Linked DNA regions of Gossypium hirsutum: all the other regions are linked to region 4. Evidence: chromatin contacts called from public Hi-C data. All regions are on one chromosome and are shown on one strand. Each heading gives the region's core, a stretch centred on a gene start, on an enhancer-like site or on the middle of the called end of the contact. The rest is flanking DNA. Distances are from core to core; before and after follow the strand shown.

What was found. A called contact is a pair of places that touch in the nucleus more often than the background predicts.
Region 1: a Hi-C map of leaf shows a contact between it and region 4, with 2.9 times the contacts expected there. The contact joins the enhancer-like site here to the promoter of LOC107886326 in region 4. A contact is called at or near these places in 2 of 34 Hi-C or Micro-C datasets (both in leaf).
Region 2: a Hi-C map of leaf shows a contact between it and region 4, with 5 times the contacts expected there. The contact joins the promoter of LOC107886278 here to the promoter of LOC107886326 in region 4. A contact is called at or near these places in 7 of 34 Hi-C or Micro-C datasets (callus, hypocotyl, leaf and 1 more).
Region 3: a contact with region 4 is called in a Hi-C map of leaf, with 2.2 times the contacts expected there. The contact joins the promoter of LOC107887607 here to the promoter of LOC107886326 in region 4.
Region 5: a Hi-C map of leaf shows a contact between it and region 4, with 2.5 times the contacts expected there. The contact joins the promoter of LOC107886282 here to the promoter of LOC107886326 in region 4. A contact is called at or near these places in 3 of 34 Hi-C or Micro-C datasets (hypocotyl and leaf).

The regions. Positions count from the first base shown.
Region 1 is chrA03:86,681,572-86,684,271 of Gossypium_hirsutum_v2.1, reverse strand. No RefSeq gene overlaps it. Among protein-coding and RNA genes, the nearest start is that of LOC107886277, 14 kb to the left of the region's middle. Within about 2 kb of position 1,316, at least 1 of the 9 cell types and tissues checked has an H3K27ac peak or open chromatin away from gene starts, as enhancers often do. A contact at or near this core is called in leaf, where this site is marked.
Region 2 is chrA03:86,828,423-86,831,122 of Gossypium_hirsutum_v2.1, reverse strand. LOC107886278 (ubiquitin-conjugating enzyme E2 variant 1A) reads right to left here and starts at 1,370. Exons shown (of 5, transcript XM_041097801.1): 1 at 1,097-1,370. The coding sequence starts at 1,124.
Region 3 is chrA03:86,917,193-86,919,892 of Gossypium_hirsutum_v2.1, reverse strand. It overlaps LOC107887607 (plant UBX domain-containing protein 2), which reads right to left and starts at 1,341. Exons shown (of 4, transcript XM_041097832.1): 1 at 953-1,341; 2 at 1-834. The coding sequence starts at 802.
Region 4 is chrA03:86,033,081-86,035,780 of Gossypium_hirsutum_v2.1, reverse strand. It overlaps LOC107886326, which reads right to left and starts at 1,267. Exons shown (of 5, transcript XR_005913943.1): 1 at 1,037-1,267.
Region 5 is chrA03:86,896,445-86,899,144 of Gossypium_hirsutum_v2.1, reverse strand. It overlaps LOC107886282, which reads right to left and starts at 1,376. Exons shown (of 5, transcript XR_005916358.1): 1 at 1,086-1,376; 2 at 1-1,022.

The DNA of each region.
Region 1 (2,700 bases), core at 67-2,566, 650 kb before region 4:
AGCATCAAAGAAAAATGAACTCAATCCTCTTCTCTTCTTTCACATTATTCCAAAATGTTAATAAAATATTTTCGTAAATATGTGTCTATCACATGAGAACTTTAATATATGAAAAACAGAGGTTTTTTTTTTTTTAAGAATTGTATATGTAAATTGTCTAATACATACATGTGTTTTTAAATATGACCCACTTCAAATTTGAGCTTGTATTTAATACTAAAGCTAATAGTTAGGTTGACGGAATCACCTTATTGATAAAACGCAATTACTTACTATGACTTAATTAGAGAATTCAAATCATAATTTAAATATGTATGTTAAAATTAACCCTCAAAAACTTAAATAGAAATATTTATTTTTTTAAATGAAATCAAATAAAATGTGCCCGATTAAAAACTAATTTTAAACTTACATATACAAATAATAATCCGGGGTTTATAATTTTTTAAAAAGCATTTAATAGTGATTGCATATATTTTTAAACAGAATTATACGTTTAACAGTGTAATGCATTTGTAAAATAATTAAATTAATCTTTTGAACAGTAATATTGTAATTTAGGAAGTATTAACATTATATATATATTAGTAATTTAGTTAAAATTATTTTAAAATACTTTTTAGACTTCAAGTTAATTTCTTTATAAAAAAAACAACATTTTTTTTGAAGTAGGAAGTAATTTTGGAATAAAAATATTACATTATTAACACAAACTTATTAGTATTTTTGAAATAAAGTTAATATTGGTTTAAAATATTTAAACATTATTTTAAAAAATTTTAAAAAAATAGTAGTTAAAAATTATGTTTGAAATATAAAAGGTTTTTTTTAAATATTGATTTTATATAAGGTATAAGCATTAAATCGGATTAAAATATATAATATCAATTTTGTAATTGATCTGGAAAATTTTGTAATTGGTGAGGTTTGGCCTTGGGAGCACCAAAAAAGAACATATGTTTTTTCAGGCAACAAAAGTGAGTTGGATAAGCATCTTCTTTTTTGTGAACCAAAAAAAATATATAATATCAACTTTTTTTTTTTACTTTTAAAGTGAAAATGATTGTTGGAAATAAACCCATCAGACGAAAAAAAAAAAAGTCAATCATTTAAAATAGTATAAACTTTGAATACATTATTTAAATTAAAAAATATATATATAAACATAAAAGAAATTATTAATACCTAAAAGTTGATATAAAATTATAATAATATATAACCAAATTAAAAAAAAGAAGAAGATATGTATGTTGATTTTGTGGATACTAATATTAACTGCCCCACCATGCGAGACTTTTCATATTTTTATTTTATTTTCTTTCCGCCCACCCATACCACTTAAAATCAAAACATTAGTAGAAAGAAACAGGACATGTGAAAGGTTTTTATTATGGTTATACATAATTATGTGTTATAAATTTTTTATTACCTTATTATCACCAATTATATCAATTATTATTTTGAAAATTGGGTTAAAGGAATGTTTTCATTCTTTTGGGTTTAAAATGCAGTAGGACTACAATCATAAAATAATGTGATTTATCTTTTATAAATATAAGCATGTCCCTTAATATTTATATTCTTTTGCCAATTTAATTTTTATTTTTTTGAGTTAAATTTGATCTCTAATTTTTTTAATGACAGTCATAATTGACAATTAACTTTTTTAAAAAAGAGTTAAATTGCTTTTTTTTTAAATAAAAATATTGGTTAAAATATCAAATTTTTGAATATGACAATTCTCATGTATTTCATACTAATTTTTAAATTTTTTATGAGTTTTTTTATATTTTTAAATTTTGACTTGTTTTATTATTTTTTATTATTTTTATAATTTTTGAATTGTTTATTAACTTGACATAAAAAAAATAAATAGTGCTATGTCAGCATGAAGCACACGTGAATTGTTACGCAAGTTACCACACCAACATAGTTGAAAAATTAATGTTCCAATCAATATTTCTATAAACATATTATTTTACTACTTTTTGAAAGGTGAAAGACTAAATTTAGCTAAAAAATGAATAAGGGTCAAATTGGCAAAAAAATATAAACATTAAAGGCTAAATACATCATTATGCCTAAAAATAATTTATCTTTTTAGATTAACCCATAACTTGACCCCAAAATTATAACACATTATCACTTTGATACCTAAAAATTTAAATTTGCTTCACTTTAGTACCTAAAGTTTCCAAATGTTATATCTATTATTCCAAGACTTAGATCCATTAAAAAATACTATTACGGCAATAACATGCCATATCACTTTATTTTTTTCGAAATAAATTTAAAAAAAAAACAAAAAGTAGCAAAAAGAAAAAGCTAAATTAGTCATATATGCCAACAAATTTTAGGGAAATAGGCTATTTTTGGAGAGACTGTGTGAAAACACGTCTAGCTGGGCAGCTTTCTACCAGTTGACAAGAAAGCACCCAGTTGGATGCGTTTTCCCTTTAAGTTGTAATTTTCTACTATTTTCATACAATCAATTTCTTTGGTCATATGGTTAAATGTTAGTGGTTTTGCCCTTGAGTCCTAGGTTTGATTTCTTTCCCACTCACATTAGTATTTTTTATTTCATGTTGTTTTAAGTTTTATTATTATTGTTTTCAATTAATATTTTTAATATATCAATTTCCTTATTTAAATGGTTAAATAAAATAATTCTGTCCTTAAGATCCAAGTTCAATCCCCCTT
Region 2 (2,700 bases), core at 121-2,620, 800 kb before region 4:
TCTGAGGCCAAATGCCACTGCATAACTTGAAGCTTCTAGAAAGCATCGATACCTAGAAAAAGTTCACATCTGAATGACAAGCAATAATCATATAATTGGAAGCTATGCCATTAGATGGTTGGAGAAAAGAAATCCTTGATTTTGGAATCATACAAGTACACCTTTAAGGTCAAAAAATGTGGTGAAGGTAACATAATACCTTTTTAAGAGAGCTAGCACCTTATCAACAGTTTCATATGCATCCCATATGAAGAGTCAAAATTGGCCGTTTTGGAAAAATTTCATGCATTATATATAGCTGCCATATACTACAAGTCCTAGGCATGGAAAACAAAGTAATACCTGTTTAAGGGTTATTGCTTCTTTTTTTTCCAGAATTTACTCAATCAACATCAATATCCCTTATTTGTAATAAGGTACACGAAAGAGTGTTGCCAGATCTAACTAGTTATAATAGTATATTATAATGGCTTTGCCACAGCTAGAACTATAGATAACTTAAACTCAGAACACTACATAAAAGAAAGCAAAAAAGATAAGGAGTTAACAAAGAACAAACATATTTTAATCTGTGTTCGCGTTAGCATTTTACAGATTACAAACCGTAGGGCAAATGAAAAGAGACTAAATCTAAAAGCAATTTAAACCCTGGCTACACTGATTCCATTCCTACAATATCTCAATCTCTCCACACACACACACAAGGATACAAACTCAATCATTAATACTTCTAAAGAAGCCCCATCAAACACTGGCAATAAAATCCATTAAGAAAATAAAAATCTTGTAATAAATTCCAACAGAAAAGCCCGTAAAAGTTTCACCTTGAATATCAAGCCAAGCACAACAAATCCATTCTCAAGCATTTCGAAACAGTACTTCGAACTAAACAAAAGAGCACCAATAATCAAAGCTAAAACCCTTTTCCACCAAATCCAAACATTATCCCAAAAAGAAAAATCCCAGAGATTCAACATAACCTTCAAAGCCCCATCAATCGAACAATAATAACAAAATTTCACCGATAATCGAAAAATATGAGGGAAATTGGGAAAAAAATGAGGGAAATCTAGGGCTTCGAAAATCGAAGACTTACCAACAACCCTCGATCCTTCAGAACCCATTCCTTCTTTTGATCGTTCCAATTCAAAGAAATAAAAGAGAAAAAAAAAGGTAGGGTTTTCTCTGATTCAGAAGAGACAATCCAAAACAAAAAGCAAAATTAAGAGTAAAAACACGAAAAAGGAGAGGAAAATTTGTAAAGAGTAAAACAGTAAAAGGGGAATGATTAGATAGAGAGAGAGATTTATACTTTATAGTGCCTGAAAGTCCAACTCCTCCTACACCTCACACCTCGCAAAGGTCCACTCGTAAAACCTTATTTTATATATATATATATATATAATATTATATTAGATTCTATAACAACTACTAGAATCTTTCAATTAAGTCTTAATTTAATTAGTATTAACTTCATTATCTCTGCCCTTAGAGTCGGTTAGATGCGCATATTTATTTCGCAGTTAAGAATTTGAATAGAGTCATAAATTGTTCTAAATATTTGTATAAAAAAGTTATATGAGTGAAAAATATTTTATAGTAAAAAATATATTTATAAAATTATTTTAATAAATGATTATAAGTGAAATGGTAAGAGATTTTTATATAAATTAATTGGTTTTATATTTGATTTTTAAATAATAATTTTAGTTGTCTTATTTTTAAAAAGATAAAAATATATTTATAAATATATTACTTGCCTCCTTTAAAATAAAAATATTTTAATAATTTTACAATTGAATACTATCAATTTGACTTATAATGCTAACTCAATCCACCTTTTTATATATGATATAGATAACTTCTTCTTTTTTGTCATTTCTTGATAAATTAATATATTTTAATATTATCTCTTATATATATTATTTTATATAGTCTGTAAAGGCAAAGGTTCTAAATCTTAGCATCTAGTTTCGAGATCCATCAAACTTAATGTGTATCCAAGTCCCATCATATGTTGTTTGTTGTCAAGGGTAAATCTCAAAACTACACATAAATCTTGATTCGATATGTAATTTGATATATGAACTTTGATTTGGTGTAATTATACACTTGGAACTTTGATTGTAATTTAAATGTATACATGAAACTTTACTTTTAATCCAATTGTACAAATTTAAAAGAATAAATACATAAATTTAATTGTATATTAGATATATAATTACTTGTCTTAATGTCTACTTAATATGGTGTCATATCGATAAGTATGTTATTAATTTGTAAAAATTGAATTAAAAAGAAGTCTTAAAAAGTTGTCATGTGTCTTTTTTTTATTAATATTTTACTATATTTCTATAGGACACTTGTCAATCCCGTAACCCTATTTGTGGAGTCTAAAAACTCCATTGGTAAGGTACCAAATATTTTCTCCTAAATTAATACTCCATGTATAAAATTGCACAAATCAAAGTTTATGTATAGCATTACACATTGAATCAAAGTTCGTTTTGAGATTTATCCCTTTATTATCATGTGTGAGTTTTAGTTCGGTTGATCAATTTTAGTCTATTTGTGTTGTAATTATTTAATTCTACACTTTAATCCAGTTTTAGTCTATCTGTATTGTAATTATGTGATCATACACTTTGTGGTTGTTGGGATATGTCCTCGTATTTGTATTTTGATTGTATTTGTAAACTT
Region 3 (2,700 bases), core at 92-2,591, 880 kb before region 4:
CCTTACTGATCACACTAATCTGCTCCTCTTTAGGAACATCCATGACTGCCCACATTTCCCCTCCTTCCTCCTTCAATTCAAATCCAACAAATTCCAACAGTTCAACCCCTCCTGCTACCTCACCAATTGCCTCCCTTATCTTCGGATTACTCATTCGAAGCTTCCTAAACTTGTCATTCCCAGGTTCCTTAACTATATTCCTCAACAACTTGAGAACTACCTCAATCGAGCCTTCTGCTGGTTTCCCTGAAAGGAATGAACTAACACGAACCTCTACTTCACCTCTTGACTCTTCCAAAGCGGTCTCATTGGATCCAGATTCATCATCAGTTCCTTTTCTATCCAATGAATTGGTATTGTTGACACAAGTTTCAACATGTATAGACACCTCCTCCTCAGACCGATAAGAAGCGCCACAAATCGGACACTCGAATACATTTATAGTGAAACCATTTTTGGATACCTTACTAGAAGTGATGAATGAGTCGTAGGGATCAAACCCACTTCCCGTTTTGTGATTTGGTTCAGGATTAGAGTTGGAACTGGGCTTGTTTTGATCAGAAACCGGTGGTTTAGAAGGCAAAACGGGCTTAGAATTGGATGAGGAGGAAGAAGGGGCAGGGTTGGGAGTAGGAGAGGGACGGGTAAGGATGGGGTTAACAGGTCCAGAAGAAGAAGAGGAACCCAAGACTCGACCTTGGCCCTTGAATTTACCAGAAGAAGAAGAAGAAGAAGAAGAAGAAGAGAACTGGGTGTTGACTTTCTTCATGAAGCCCTTCAATTTATCTTTCATCTCACTCATGATTGGTTTCTGGGTACTATTCTCACTCCAAACTGAATTAACGATAATAATAATATAAGATCAGGAATCAAGAATGAAGGTTGGCATAAAAAACATAGCAGAAAATAGAAAAAGGGGGGAGAGATATACAGAAGAAAGGAGAATGTTTACCTGGGAAGAAGAAAATTGGAATTAGAGAGATCTTAATGGCTAAGATAGATGGATGTTAATGGCGGTCGTAAAGGAATAATAGTAGGTCTCTTCTCACGCTATTCAACCGCGTATCAAGTCTCTACTTAATTTAATAAGAAGAGTTATATCGGACGGAACCAGGGTAGAGGTGTTTAGGTATTAGCTTGGCTGCCCTTTTAACTGCTTACGCTGCTCTACTCATCTCCCTACCACCTTCAAATTCAACAAACAAAATATGTTTTTGTCTTTAAGGGGGGGAAATATGCAAAACCAATTTTACAAACACATTCTTCTTTCCTTTTCCTCCAGGAATACTTACTTTCATATCTAACCAACAGCACCTACAGTCTTCTTCAGAAAAGTGACTTATAATCCGTTTAAATTGAAATTTAATTAAATCAATTTTTTTATATTTTTATTAAGGGTAAATTGCACTAACAACCACTAAATTTTGGGATAGTTGACAAAATAGTCATATTAATTTCATTTCAGTCACTCAACTTTGGAAAAGTGACAAAATAGTTCTTTTTGCCGTTTTTCACGGCAAAGTGACATGGTACATGACGGTGTGCTTGGTGTCAAAAAATCTTCCAGTTGGCCGGTTACCACCAGTTTAACAGCCATATTAGTACCAATTTAGGGTTTAAGAAAAGAAAAAAAAAGAGAAGAAGAAGAAATGGAGATGCCTCCATTTTTCAAATCAATCCCATACTGCATCTCTGTTTGTGATTCCTCCAAACTTCATAAGTAATGATCTATGGCCAAAGCTTTAACCCAATTGCTTCATATTCTTCTGCAATTATTTAGGTATGGCTATTGCAACTTTAAACTAGAATGTTGTTGCTTTGGGGGTCACACTAACACAAGGGGAAGGCAATTTACCCAAGCTTCTTTTTAGTCTTGATCATGACATGTAATCTTCAAATCTTCAAATTTTGAATAAATGACCCACTTGTTGCAAGATTTTCTTTTTTGATTTTTTTTCAAATTTATTCAACTCGTTTACTGGTTCAATCGATAGGTCAATTTTTTATCAAAAATTTAGATTTGGGCATATTGTTATCTCGATACAGATGTATCAAGCAACCATTTGTTGGCTAGCAGTGCAACATTATTTTTATAATTACTGATATTTTATGTTGTGTAAATTCTTACATTGGTAAAAACTAATATATATATATATATATATATTCCTGGATCCATAAAATAAATTGATGTTAGGAATTTGATAACCGCAAATGTCTACAACAATATTTAAAATTAATTTTAATATTATTATTTAACTCATTTATATTGAAAAGAAATATTTTTAAAAAATATTTATGTTATATATTACTTTTTGAGTTAAAGCTAAAATTATTTTAAAGAGTTTAGGTCGGTTCCAACTCAGACTTGGTAAGAAGAATTTATTTACTATTGAAACTCCTAAGTCACTAGAGTATCGAGTATATTCCTCAAGAAAAAAATAAAATCAAACATTGTCGAAACCATTTTCAAATCGAGTTTTGGAAAATGGGAATCGATTTTAAAAAACGAAAACGGGAGTCGCCATCAATCTTTTTAGGTGTGATTGGATCACCTTTAAAACATTTTGTTTTAAAATCATTAGTTTTGGTCCACGAAATAAAAGAACGGGTTCGGGAGTCGGTTACGTAAGAGGAAGGATTAGCACCCTTGTAACGCCCAAAAATTGGTACCTAATTAATGTCTTTAATGTCGGAAATTTA
Region 4 (2,700 bases), core at 18-2,517:
CATGTAGCCAGATGGTACTTTATCCAATCCACCAGATGGGATAATTACTAAGGAAAATTATCATTTAAACCCTGTGTATGCATGCACATGCAACTATTCCATTATATGGAGATAGTTAATCCTCTTGTGAGTCATGACATTAATTTATACTTGACTCCTTTTTTTCTTTTTTAAAGTATTTATACTAGACTCCAATGACATTAGGAAGGGACTGATTCCTTGGCAGCTCACGTATAGAACAAGAAGCAGGATATGCTTCCCTCATCACTCTTTTGATGGTGTACTCCTTTTTGGCAACTCTTTATGCGTCATCCACATCAATCCCAATCCAACATAGGGAACTGCCACCAGCTTATAATGGCATTAACGTTATACTGGGCTCACTAATTAACAGAACAAGAAGCAGGATCTATTCTCACTCTTGATGGTTACTCCTTTTTGGCAACTCTTTATGCATCATCCAGATTAATCCCAGTCCTACATAAGAAACTATCACCAGCCTATGCTGCCCTAAAATAGCATAAGACTCGTTGGCTAACTCAAAAATACGTTCATTTAGCGCTAATTAGAGATTTACTGGATTGATAGAACGGGCGATATAAAGTTTCAGTTGAAACTTGAGAGTAACTTGACAGTCCTAGTGATAATAGTAACAAATATAATCATGTATTTTTCAGCTCAATATATTAATCCATTCATCCCTTGAGCAGTTTCACAAAGGAATTGTTTACACATTAGGAAATAGATTATTTCAGTTCCATATTGAACTGCTTGAACCTCCATATTTAAGTGAATTGATATGAATGAACCTGTCAGAACTTAAACATGATAGTTGGGCCCTTTCTTATAAGCTCAAGCTTTCAATGATCCAATTTAGAAAACCTACACTGTGAATCACTAAATTTCAATTTCTGCACGAAGCATAAATGAATTAAGAGCAGTTCCAATTCTGTAAAGAGCCCAAACAACTCACCAAAGTTATAATATAACAAAAAAAAAAGGGGGAGTCCTAAAACCTGAAGGGAAAAAGGCATACCATGAACTCGGTTAGCCAAATGGTGCAAGGCTGAGTCTTGATCTGATTGAAACTTCAAGGGAACCCGACCAGGGGAAGCGATAAGATCGGATCCTTTTGGGACTTCACCAGAGCGACAGCCAACAAGTCGTAGCCCGTGGGTGGTGGGCTGGGCTATCTTCTCTGATACTAACTCGTGCGCAAGCCCACCTTCCCTACTGGAACTGAGTGAACTGAAAGATGGGATAAGAATCTTTTAGAGTCCATGGTGTTATACGTTTTTAATTTAAACGCAACCGCAAGATATTAGAATAAAAAGAAAAAAACCATTAAAATATTTGTTTAAATATGAAACAATTAAAATATTTTTAGAATAAACAATAAAACATAAATTAAAATTATATTTTATTAAATAATCAATAAAAAATATTAAAATCATACAATATTAATTTTAAATTATATTTATATTATTCTTAAAATATATATTCATATTAAATAATAAAATGCATTTGAATTATTTTATTTTTTTGATATCTTTCATTTTTGTTTTATTATCCACATTCGCGATCCCCGTAACTATTTCTCTTAATTTATTTTCAAGGTTTGGATATACATTATCTCTTAAGGAGTGTAATTTATCTTACCATTCTATCTAACACTTAGATAACATTTAGTAATAGAAAGCAATCATTTTCCAAGTAATTATTCTCATTTTATATTAGTTTAGAGTATTAATCTATTAATAAAGGTAAAAAAAAAGAAAAAAAAAAGAAAAAGAAGCTATTGCCTCATTCCTCCTCCTTGCTACTTGATATTCTTTACTACTTCAAAGAATTATTCAACGGAATCATCTATATATTATATCGTTTAAATATTAAATTCTATTTTTTTTCTCTTTTCTTCTGTGCATTAATTGAGAACATAGTATTTATGAATCTTTTCAAGCAAAAGGAAAAAAAATTAAAGTTCAAGCTTATCTCTAACATTGTTTTTAGCATAACCTTTTTACATAATTTACCTTTAAATTATGACGTGTTGTATGTGATTGAAAATTTTACAAGAATGATTTTCAAGAATGAATAAATGATTGATAATCAATTCCAAAGTAAAATGGATAAGACAAGTGATAAGTCAAATTTCAAAACAGTTACATGTCATATTCAGGTAAATTATTTTTTATCAATATGTAAATTATGTTACATTGGGGCTTTGGAAAAAAATAATGTAAAATGTATCAATTAAATTTTAATATTAATTATTTAATCCAAAAATTGGTTAAGAGTAAAGTTCATTATAAAAATTAAATATATAAATATTATATTTTATGTAATAAGGATAAATTTATAAATTATCATTACATTCCTAGGAAAATACTTAATGAATCAAACGTGATAATGTAACTTTCTCGATATTTTAATTAATATCTTTCAATGTATTCCAATAGTTGTAAAGTTATTTTCCAATCAAAATATAAAATAAAAAGAATTTGCCAAGACAAAATTATCATTTTTTTGTGTGTGTTTAGGAATAAGATTCAAAAAAATGTCTTTTCTTGTTATAAATATTTTTTAAAATATATTTTTCATTAACATCAAACTTTAGTATAAAGATAATTTCAAGTCATATATATATATAATATGAATACACTTGAATTTATTCCTACAGTGTAATGATGAGTAAATTTT
Region 5 (2,700 bases), core at 127-2,626, 860 kb before region 4:
TAAATTTAAAACATCACAACAAAAAGTTTAGCCCAAACACAAGCGTTGTAAAAGAAAAAAAAAAGGCACTTATCTCACTCAATCCCGATTTTTAAGCCTCTCAAGGCGCTGATTCAACTGCTCGACCTTAACAACAAGGCCAGTAATAGAATAAAGAAGCCAATAAAAAAGGAGAGCGGCGGCTATGAGAAGCGCGTTGCGTTGGCTCTTCATGATGGATTTCTGGTGATGGAGATGCTCGGAAGGAGTACAAGAATCGCCCTCACAGCTAGGCCGTGTCTCGTATTTCCAGTAAATATCCACCAGTAGGAAGAGGCAAAACGGGACCACCGACAAGAAGGGTTTGAGGAGGCCACGAGTGACGGCGATCAAGCCCTTACGGAGACCGTCGAGGCCAGGTAGCGTGAGGAGGAGAACCATGAGGGCTTCTGCACCCGCGGCGTAGCCAAGCACTACCCATTCTAGCGCCATGCTCAGTTTGGGGGGATTAGATCTGATATTAAGGAAGCGGAGGTGGCTTTAGGGGTTGGGCGGTTTAGGAATGTTCTTTGCTTTGCCTTGGGGGAGGTGGGCAGAAATGGAGAAAGGAGGGACAGGTGGATTGTTGTGGCAGTGTGTGTGAGGAGCAATAACACATGGAAATTCGGATGATTAGGCCCAATTCAAGTTCAAAGGTTAAGGATTTGGGCCCTTTTAAAGACTTGCCAAGTGTACCATACTTCAAATAAAAAAGCAGGATAATGAACAAGCACTTGGATTCAAGTCAAAAACTTTTGGATTTATAATTGATGTAAATGCGGGTGAGGAGAATCATCATAACAAAATAATTTACATATAATAGAAGGAAGTGATTTTTCAGCCGAATCCAATCTCCTATTAACACTAACACTGCTTTGGAGTCAAGCTCAAATCCTATGTTTTTAATCCAAGCAAAACGCTATTGATTCAACAAGCTGAGCATCCAAATGCCCTGTCAAGGAGCTCCTTCTGCGACAAAATCCGCTTCTTGGCGAACCTGAAAGCTGCAAAAAATTATCAGCAAAAGCAATAAGATGATCATGATTGAAGTCTTTGTGTTACCATACCCATAGAGAGGTGAGGAGTCAATTCCTAGCGCACCGAATCTCCCATCAAAGTAACCTATTATAAAACCAGAGAGATAAGATTGTCAACACAGACAGAATTGCACTAGTACATGCTCAATATCCTCTGGCAACCTGTACCGCTCACATGGATACCCTTCCAATCAAGCAACACCTCACACTTGATAAAACTTGTCAAACACCTCCAGCAAAAATGTTTCACCTTAGGAGGCAAGTCACAATTCCAAATGCTTTGCCAACACCCCGTAACAGACAGATTCGGAACAGCAGTAAGCTATTAACATCCACCCTATAAACCGACAGTCTATTCATCCCATTAGAAGGTTTGAAATACTAAGCGGAAGCTTTAAAATTCTGTCCACATCTGAAGGTGCAAAGATTCCTCTTGTAACAACATCTCAAGCCGTTCCATCAAATTTTCAGGGGTGAGATATGCATGTAAAGAAGGACAACTAGCATGATAGAAGAAGATATGCATATAAAGCAACAGGGTGAATAAAAGTTGTGATTTAATTCATACTTACGATTTTCCCAATTTCAATTAAATCTTTATATATATTTAAAACAAAACATCTACAAAAATAAACTTACTTTTACGTGGAGGACCTAATTTTTGACGTATAAATAGCTTAAAGTTTTGTCATGTATTATATCATTTACTTTTAATTCAAACTAATAAAATAGTCACTTTTGTTTACCTCATATTACATTTTATTCATTTATGTTTGAAATGTTACTTTTTAGTCCCTTACGTTAACACGGTGTAACATTTTAGTCACTGAACTGTTAATTGACGTTAACGGTGTAACGGTAAACTACCGTAGCACGTTAAATCATCATTTCAAACAAAAAAAATTAGGTTAAATTATATAATTGTTCCCCATATTTTTTCATTTTGAGCAAATTTAATTTTTTTCTTTTATGTTCTTTTAACTTTCTTTATTTTTTATTCTCTTCTGCTTCTCCTTTTGTTTTCCTCCCATCTCTATCTCTTTTAACTTAGTTTTTCTATATTTTCTATTTGTTAAAACTAGTCCCTATACTTTTATTTTTTTAAACAATTTAATTTTTCTTTTTATTTCAATTTTTTTCTTTTCTTCCTCCCCTTTAGTTTTAACAAATGAAAAACATAGAAAAACTACATTAAAAGAGATGGAGAAGGGAGGAAAACAGAGGAAGAAGTAGAAGAGAATGAAAAAAAAGAAGAAAAGTTAAAAGAATACAAAAGAAAAAAAATTAAATTGCTCAAAACGACAAATATGAGGACCAATTGTATAATTTAACCTGAAATTTTTGTTTGAAATGATGATTTAACATGCCACGTTAGCTTACCATTACATCATTAATGGTAATTAACGGCTCGGTGACTAAAATGTTACAATACATTAACATAAGTGACTAAAACTTAACATTTCAAACATAAGTGAATATAATGTAACCTAAGGTAAACAAAAGTGACTATTTTAATAGTTTACCCTTAATTTTATAGGATTATTTTTTTCTTTCAAAAAACATTTGTCGAAACCATTTTTTTGAAAATGAGTTCGACTTTGATTTTGAAAACGGAAAAATGAGAATGGAGTCGCCACCAATCCTT